Linked DNA regions of Mus musculus: region 1 is linked to region 2. The links are chromatin contacts, called in public Hi-C maps. All regions are on one chromosome and are shown on one strand. Each heading gives the region's core, a stretch centred on a gene start, on an enhancer-like site or on the middle of the called end of the contact. The rest is flanking DNA. Distances are from core to core; before and after follow the strand shown.

What was found. Hi-C and Micro-C count contacts between places; a contact is called where the count stands out from the background.
Region 1: a contact with region 2 is called in a Hi-C map of group 2 innate lymphoid cells, with 8 times the contacts expected there. The contact joins two enhancer-like sites. A contact is called at or near these places in 3 of 484 Hi-C or Micro-C datasets (epidermal suprabasal cells and group 2 innate lymphoid cells).

The regions. Positions count from the first base shown.
Region 1 is chr2:8,875,099-8,879,741 of GRCm38.p6, forward strand. No RefSeq gene overlaps it. Among named protein-coding and RNA genes, the nearest start is that of Gm30957, 70 kb to the right of the region's middle. Within about 2 kb of position 1,988, at least 2 of the 459 cell types and tissues checked have an H3K27ac peak or open chromatin away from gene starts, as enhancers often do. A contact at or near this core is called in group 2 innate lymphoid cells, where this site is marked.
Region 2 is chr2:9,366,059-9,370,430 of GRCm38.p6, forward strand. All of the region lies in intron 1 of Gm13219 (predicted gene 13219), which reads left to right. Among named protein-coding and RNA genes, the nearest start is that of Gm13219, 16 kb to the left of the region's middle. Within about 2 kb of position 2,348, at least 7 of the 459 cell types and tissues checked have an H3K27ac peak or open chromatin away from gene starts, as enhancers often do. A contact at or near this core is called in group 2 innate lymphoid cells, where this site is marked.

The sequences.
Region 1 (4,643 bases), core at 738-3,237, 490 kb before region 2:
TCCTTGTGAGGTTCCTATGGCAGCAAGATGCCTCTGCCACGTCACCTCAAGCCTCTTGGCTAACCTGGTAGTTGCTTCAGGATTGAACTATAGCTGCTGGTCCATGCCTGGTGTCTGCCTGCTAGGAGGATTGTAGCTGCATCCTTATTAAAATTAGGTTGCAAAAATTGTATGCCTACCATTTAATGAAGCACAAAATGCATGACTACTATGTCAGTGAGAAGGATCAGTTGGGCCAGGTGCTTATCACAAAAGTCTTATGACTACAGCTCATTCCTAGAACCCAGGTAAAGGTAGAAAGTGAGAACCAACTTTACAAAGTTCTCGTCTGACTTCTACACTCACACAGTGACATGAGAACAAACAAATACATCCTGTCACAGAGATATATGATTACAATGAAAAAATACAAAATTTAAAAATCTCTTCCTTTTTAAATTGTGTTTTTTTCCCACATCTGCTGGGAAGTTCACCCTTTGTGACTACACAGGGTGACCTCTTATATGAGTGATGTTTCAGAAGACAGAATTCAAATTACTTTCCTCTATATATTATAACTTTTCTCCTGAGCTAGGCTGAAGATGCTTGTTACCCATGTCAATAAGGAATAGACTGTATCAATAGTAAAAATATTACTTTACTTATATTTTATTTGACATGTCTGTTATATGCAGGTAGTAGTTTTATTAGAATATAATGTTCCTAATGAATGTTCCTCTCTTGAAACACACACACGAAAGAGAGTGAGAGAGACAGAGAGACAGAGAGACAGAGAGACAGAGAGAGAGTGAGAGAGACAGAGACAGAGACAGAGACAGAGAACTTACAGAACTCTGCTGGCAAGTCACAGTATAGTTTACTAATAAACTCTCCGTAGCTTATGTGTCTTCATCAGGAAGCTACATTGTATCCATTGGGATTATTTCCAAGTTTGTTGTATTGTATGATTTCCTAAATAGGAAGTGACATTATTGAATGTATATATGTATCCTTTGACAAATGTATACATGTACAAAAATAGATGAATAACAGAGTAATAAATATTTCTAGTTTCCTATACACAATTCCTAAACTTATCTGTCACAAATAATGTTACCTTCATTTTCCAGTTCATAAAATAGTCTTAGTTATTTTTTCTGCTCAAACACTATTTCCATAAAAGCACTTTCTGAAACTTCAGTCAGCAGTAAATTGTGATTTGCTCAGTTATTAAATGTTGCATGATGTATGAGCTTTGCATCAGTTGTAGAACAGGACACAATCCTTATTCCTTTTAGCTATCTACTTCTCAAATATATGCCTTTCAAAATATTCTCTTGAATCCAATAATATTTAATAATCCTCAAAGCTTTACTAAACCTACCCCATTCCAAATGTTCTTTCTTATAAACGTCTTCATAGTTCTTGCTACCATTTTGAACTATCTCATCTTAAAGATTATTTTCAGCCTCTTATAAGCTTTTCTATAATGAAAATCCCTTTAACTCTTCTCCACGGCCAAAGAAATACTTACTATATCATGAAAATAAGTAATAAGTGACTGAAACTGGGACTACCTTTATGTTAAAGGGGCACCCATTAATTACATCTATTGTATACAATACATGCAAGGATAATTTACACTAACACTGAACACCACAGACCAAACTAAATAGGTCAAGTTTAGGTCTAGGAATTCTTGGTCATTAGAAATGATGTAGGTATTCTACTGATCTCATATCTAATTTGTCTGGTGTTACATGGAAGGGAGAACAAGCTGCCTTGCCAGTGAACACATTCCTTCCAATATTCTTCCATCTCCTAGTTTGACATTATTAAAAGTTGGAAGGTAAGTTAATAAAGGAGTAGAGAGAAGATGGAAATCGGGGGGAAGAAGACATGGTTAGGGGGAGAAGAAAAAGCTGTTGAGACAGAACATAGGACACCGGGGAACACCAACTCATTTATAGGCTGCACTGTTTGCCTGAGGTTGGCTACCTTATCAGATAAAAGGAAACTGAGACAGAATTTTCTCTGTGACTAACCTTCCCCTGGAGAGATCGCTGTGTGCTGCATTACTATTATTAATCAACTTGACTTTCTTTAAGTCACTGTAATTTCTGACTCAAAATTTTCTCAGGCACTCAATGTGCCAGAGAAATCTTAATGAATTAAATAGGCAGGATGTGTGGGAGCGCCCAGGACTAACTTAAGCACAGTGTATGGAATTTTATCATTTCTGTTTTGTTTTGTTTTTCTCAAATTAGTAACATTAACTCCCGAGGAATAAATCTCCTGCGATGGCCTCAGAAGTCGTGGTATTTTTATCATACACAGAGAAATCTCTGAATCAGAAAACTGATATTTTTGATACAATTAGAAACTTAATAGAGATCACTACTGAACTTAGTGGTGGCAACAAATTACACACACACACACACACATACACACACACACACATACACACACACACATACACACACACACACATACACACACACATACATACACACACACACACACATACATACACACACACACACACATACACACACACATACATACATACACACACACACATACATACACACACACATACATACACACACATACACACACACACACACACACACACACACACACACACACACACACACACAATTATTTTTGGTGTGCCCACAGGTTAAAGCAATAAACTGTAGGTTATGCTTCCAGAGAGTTCAAGGAAAATCCCAATCAATTAAAATAATGATAAGGAATTAATGATCTATCTGATTTCTAACTCTCTTTAAGAACTGTAGCATGTAAATAGGTTAGCTTTTAACAAAAATTAAATCAACGGTTTAATATTAACTTGAATTAAATGGTCTTGAGAAATTGGATGACTTTTCAGAAAGCCTTTTGAAAAAACAAACTATGATGAACTGATAAGATTGCTCCCATGATGGATCAGTGCACTAGATGGCACTAATCGCATGCCTTTCATGTGTTAGAAAATCACATTTCATGTGAGGAAAGAAAGTGGACCACACTTGCAATGTTCTTTATCAGGTGTACTTTCCAACGTTCCTTTGATAGGTTATTTATAATTTATGACTACATTTTTCAGATCATCAGAAAAAAAATTAATTACAGTCACTTTGATACTAAGTGAATTTCAAATTGAAAAGTAGAATTCCATTTTCCCCTAATCTAACGAAATTAATTTACTCCAAGCCAGATACAAAAGAGTTCTGGTCTAGAGGAGTGAGCAATTCAAGTCAAGAGGAAGGTTCTCTACCGATTATACAGTTTTCCATGAATTTCTCTTATCCAAGGATTCATCTTGAAATTTATCTAAGAAGAACATTAACCTAAAGGATGAAAGAAATTCAAAACTCTAAAAAGTCTTGGGACAATAAAATCTTGGTATTGAAGAAACAAAACAAGACTATAAATGAAACAATTTTTAAAGTAAAGCCTTCTACTTGGACGAATCTGTTCAAGTCTGTGAGACTTTGGAAACTACTGTCTGATTTTGATAAAGACAAAAATCATTACTATGTCAATATTTTCCCACTGTAGAATTGATAAACTACTAGTGTTGGGGGGTCTCCTCAGTTGACTATGAACTCATTGGTTTTATTTCAAATTTGACACCAATAACTTTAGGTCATTTATTTTCCTACAGAAATAAAATAGAACCATTCTGAGCTGCAGCTCTCCTTGCTTCTACTAGGCTTTGTCAGTATGAATAGAAATCTCTGGTTCAAGCCAATCTTCCAGCTACTTTAATCTTCGACTGAAAAAGAGTTTCCTTCAAAACAGAGCATTGAAAAAGCATACAAAGTATTATGTAGAAAAGCTAAATGTGAACTAGAATACACAAAATACCAAAGGCATAATTAAAAAAAAAACTCCCTTACCACTGAATGAGAGGTTATGATCATTTTTTTAAAATTTCACAATCTATGCTGGGGGGCTCAGACCAGCTTTTGCATGCTGTCTGATTGGTGGCTCAGTGTCTAGGAACTCCCAGGGGTCCAGGTGAGTTGAGACATGGTCTTCCTATGGGACCGCTCTCCTCATCTGTTTCTTCTATCTTTCCCCTAATTCAACCATAGAGGTTCCTGACAGGTATAAGTATCTGAGTCTGTCTCAGTCAGCTGCTGGTAGGGCCTCAAAGAGGACAGCCATGCTAGGTTCCTGTCTGTAAGCATAGCATAGCATCAGTAATAGGATCAGGCCTTGGTGCCCCCACCCCCACCCCATGAGGTGAATCCTCAACTGGGCTGGTCACTGGAAAAACGTTCCCTCAGTTTATTCTCCAATTTTGTCCCTGCAGTTCTTTTAGACAGGAACACTTCTGGGTCAGAAATTTTGCCTGTGGGTTGGTAACACCATTTCTCTTGAGGCCCTTCCTATCTATTTGAGGTGGACTTTTCGAGTTTCCTCTCCCCACTGTTAGGCATTTTATCTAATGTCCTTCCCTTTGAGTCCTGAGAGTTACCATCCATGTCTCTAGTACTTTCTGGAGGGTCTCCCTCCCTATCACCTTCTGAGACTTCATACTTCCATTCATTCTGCTGGCCCTCTGGGCTTCTCTCTTGTTCCCCTGACTCCTTACCTGATCCTGTTCCTCTTTTCTCCTCCCCTTCCTCTGCCTCCCCTGATTATTTTCTTCC
Region 2 (4,372 bases), core at 1,098-3,597:
GCTTTGAATCTGAGCAACATGTCCATCTCCCTTCCAGTGTTTTTATTAGTATCAAAACCATGTCTACTGGAATGCTAAGAGAGAAAAGAAAGGTGGACTTGTGGTCTTCATACTGTCACAGCACTAAGAGAATATTTGTAATGATGGTTTTGATAACACAACATGAAGTGGTTGGGATAAGAGGGTAGCGTTCTATCTCCTATAACAGCAAACACAGAAAATAGGAAGGATCATGTCACACATTCAGCTGCAAAAGACTTGGTTCTTTTATGTCTGCCCCTCCGTGCACTGATTTCACCTAAAGGTCTGTTGTGTGACAGTCATCAAGTGGCTTTCAATGGAGATTGAAGCTATAGGCTTGCTTGCTTCTGCTCAGTAGAATGCACAGAGAAAACTCTTCCTTATGTCTGTAGTCTAAGAGTTTATCTGTTATGTCTACTGCTACCACAGACCTACTTTTAGACAAACTAGATGTAACACCATGATATCTGAATTCTGCCCCCCTCTCCTGTGTGTGTGTATGTCTGCATGTGTGTATATACATGTTATATGCATTGAGATGTGTGCATGTCTATTCATGACGATATGTGGGTACAATCATCCATGAGTGTATATACTGAGGCCACAGGTCAACATCAGACACTTTTCTCTATTGCTCTCCATATTATATTTTTAGACAGAATCTCTCATTGAACCTAGGGTTCACCAGTTTGGCTAATTTGGCTGGACATTAATGGCCTGAGATCTACCACAGCAATGAGGTATCTGCTCCTTACTTAGTCATCTCAGGGATGGGTGGACGCATAGATAAGTATGTTCTTTACAGAAGAATAGGAGAGCTATCAGAATGAGTAAAACTCACGCCTAAACTAACTAATGGTACTTCTGTTCTGAGCCTACCTGTGGGTCTCTTAACCAAAGCATTTGCTTTCAAGTGATTATTGGGATAAAAACTATTGAGAGAGTAGACAAATGCCCCCCCCCCACCACAAATGTCTTCCTTTCTTTTCCTGACTTAAAATCAAACACTGCTACCTTCCAGAATTTTATGTAAAATATAAGAAAAGTGATGGGCATTATTATGAAGCCAAGTTTTATTAAATCAGTTTGGGACAGGATTTTCTACACGTCTATACTAACTGTGCAATGGTGTATGATTTTGTTCTACTGCTTCAAAGTATCTTAAATACTGACAGTATTCATGCCCCACTTCTCTTTCTTATTCATGTTCTCCTTGGCTCATCCCAATCCCTAAGGGGCAGAGATAGTGACCACAAGAAGAAAAAGAATAAAATTTGATAGAGACAAAATATATGAAATAAAAGTGAAAACATAATAAGGTGACTTGAAATTCACATTAGAAATTACGACAATGTTTAAGCCACTCTGAGACCATTAAAGTGTGTGCTTATTGATGACTTACTGATGAATGGAATTGGGGTTATACACCTGATACAAGATGTGTTTGGTTGTTGAGATATATATTTTTTCTAAGAACATAATGAAGTAGTGTTTTTCAAGTGATAGTCTTGCAAACTGTCTCCTCTCCAGGTTTTAGTTTTACTTCCTGGTATGGGTGTGATAAAGGCTGCCTTTCTGAACAGTCCATGCCTATTTAAGAAATTACCTCATTCATGGACTCAGAGGATCAGCTCTGTGTCTAGAAAGGTGCCAGACATTAGCAAAAGTTTCACCTAACTAGGTTTCATCATGTGACAGTGAGACAGTTGCTAAACTGGGAGGCATCCTTTCAAAGGGATCCATGGAGTCCAGGATTTCCTGATGTATGCCTCAGAGACCAAGTGAGGGTACATGACAGGTTTTTCCTTTCCACTGCACAGAACACACTCATCCTAATGAGAAGGTTTGTCACACCTTGAACATTACACAACCATATGCAATGGCAGAGGCTTTTACCTTCTCTTCTCTGTGCTTTGCTATCTCCAGTGTTGTAATAGCACCACTATCTCAAGCAGATATGATAGGGTTGTCTACTGGCTATACAATTTGTCAAACATTAGTAGGGACTGGAGCTACCCATAAGCATACAGCACTTTTGTCATCTTTTCCTGATGGTGGTTTTGATAAGATTTAAAATAGCCTCAACTTTAACTTCCGTAATACTTTGTGTGCTCACATGTGTGCGTGTGCACATGTGTTCGAACAAGGGACTTTAAATGTCAACGGTGATTATCTTCTGTAAATGCCTAAGTCTTACCACACTTTCTGGCTTCATTGGCTTGACATTGGCTTCTCCCTTTTGTAAAAAAAAAGTCTTTTTCAACATTAGTCCTCAATCCAATGACGTAAAGAGAGTCAACCTTGGGGAGATTCTCAGGGAAGTCCCTCCAAGAGCCTGAGGGTGTGGCTCCTTCAAGAGAAAAACCCTTATCAAGTGGGCCTTTGCGAATTGCTTTATGAAAACCTGAGTGATTCTGCCTAAGCTTTCATTAGTTAAAAGTTGTGGCTACCTGCCGGTTATTCTTCCAAACTGTCCTCAGGAAGCAGAACGAAAGAGAATCATTGCTAAAGCAATCAATCAAGGTGTGAAGTTTTGGAAATCTTCCACTGAATCAACCACCTGACTTTCAAAAAAAAAACTAATTTAATAAAAATAATTTAGATTTAAGAAAATAGACTGGAGAGGTAACCCAGCCTGTAAAGTGCTTGCCTCACAAGCAGGGGGACCCAGACTCGATACAGGAAATCCATGCATTAAAAAGAAAAAGAAAGAAGAAGCTGGAAGAGAGTTGTGGAGGTGGAGACAGGCTTCCTTGGGGATTGTAGGATATACAGCCAAGCTGAAGTTCCTGACCAGTGAGTAAATATGTCTCAAAAAATTTTGGTGGATAACTTCTGAGGACAAACAGCACATAAGGCCAGTCTCTGGCCTTCATAGTTACACATATGCACACACACACACACACACACACACACACACACACACACACACACACACACATTAGCAGACTCGCCCAGGCTGACAGTTCAAGGTTCTGCAATAGCTGATCACTTCAGCTGTGCACAATTTCCTACCCTACACAAGGATCCTTTTTCCCAGCCAATCAAAAGGTGAGTATACACTGACCGTTCCATGCCTTTCACTTCTCCTGACCTTTTTCTCTCTATTTGGTAGTCTGATGTATATTCATGTTCCTCTCTGAACATTTTCTAAACTAAATTCAAGTTATTCTTTCTCTATATCTCCTAAAATCCTCCCCTAACAATTCCCACTGTACACAGCCTACTTGTCTGTGTTCTTGCCTTCATCTTTCAAATATTACCATATTATACTTAATCCTGAGCATATGTTATATGTTTTGTGGAGATGTTCAGTCCTCAGCCCTGTTGTGTATTTTTCTATATAGCTGCTGCTTTCACTGCTTTACACACCTCTGATGTCTGTTATACTGGCTAATGGGAATCTTTAGGGGCTCAAGCTAAGTCCTTTCGTCTTAATCCAAAGACAAAGTGATAGAGTGTTGTGGGAACCTTGTAAACACTCTCATCATCTCTTTGGCCCAGATGCCTGGAACAGATTTCCAGATGGGCCACTTAATAGGCAGTGGCTTGCTTGACTAAATCAGCTCATCTTCTAAAGCTTCTGTTTTGTCTGCCTACAGAATTGAAAGAAAAATAATGACTTTCCTTTACAGTGCATAAGACTATGATGAGAGCCAAGTGTACTGTCTTAGAAGGTGTTTTATGTACTAGTTAGCGCCTTAAAGTATGAATGTCTGGTGCTATGGAGATGGTTCACTTGGTAAAGTGCTTGTTGTGCAAACACGAGGGCCTGAACAATCTGTTCAATCTCCAGGACAAAGGGGGGTAGGGAAGAAAGCAACGTAGTGGCATAAGCTTATTCTAGAGCTGAAGAGGCGGAAACAGGGCCTTATTTGTCAGCTACTCTAGTCAACGTAACAACTTCTAAGACAGTGGAAGACCCTATTTGAAAAGTTATGTGGATGGTACCCGAGAACACACACATACACACACACACACACACACACCTTTGGCAAAATAAACAGAAATTTTAGAAACCTCATGTAAACTGTTAACAATAAGCTCCCAAGATGATGCGCTATGGGTGATCTTCAGGTGTGTTTGAATTCGTTTAAAACTGTGGCATGGACCAAATGACTAGGTACTTCTTACAATGAAAGTTTGCAGGAATGAAGAGGCAATTGTTTACAGTAAAATTAAGGACAGCACTAGAATGAGAGCGCTTCCAGCTCTAGTTGACAGTTTTAAATTTGACTACAATAAAGCCATTTCTTCCATCCATTTTCAAACTCTATTTCGCATAGATGGATACAAAACAGTACATGGAAAACATCAGTCTCTCTTCTGTTCCAGGAACTCTCCATTCACA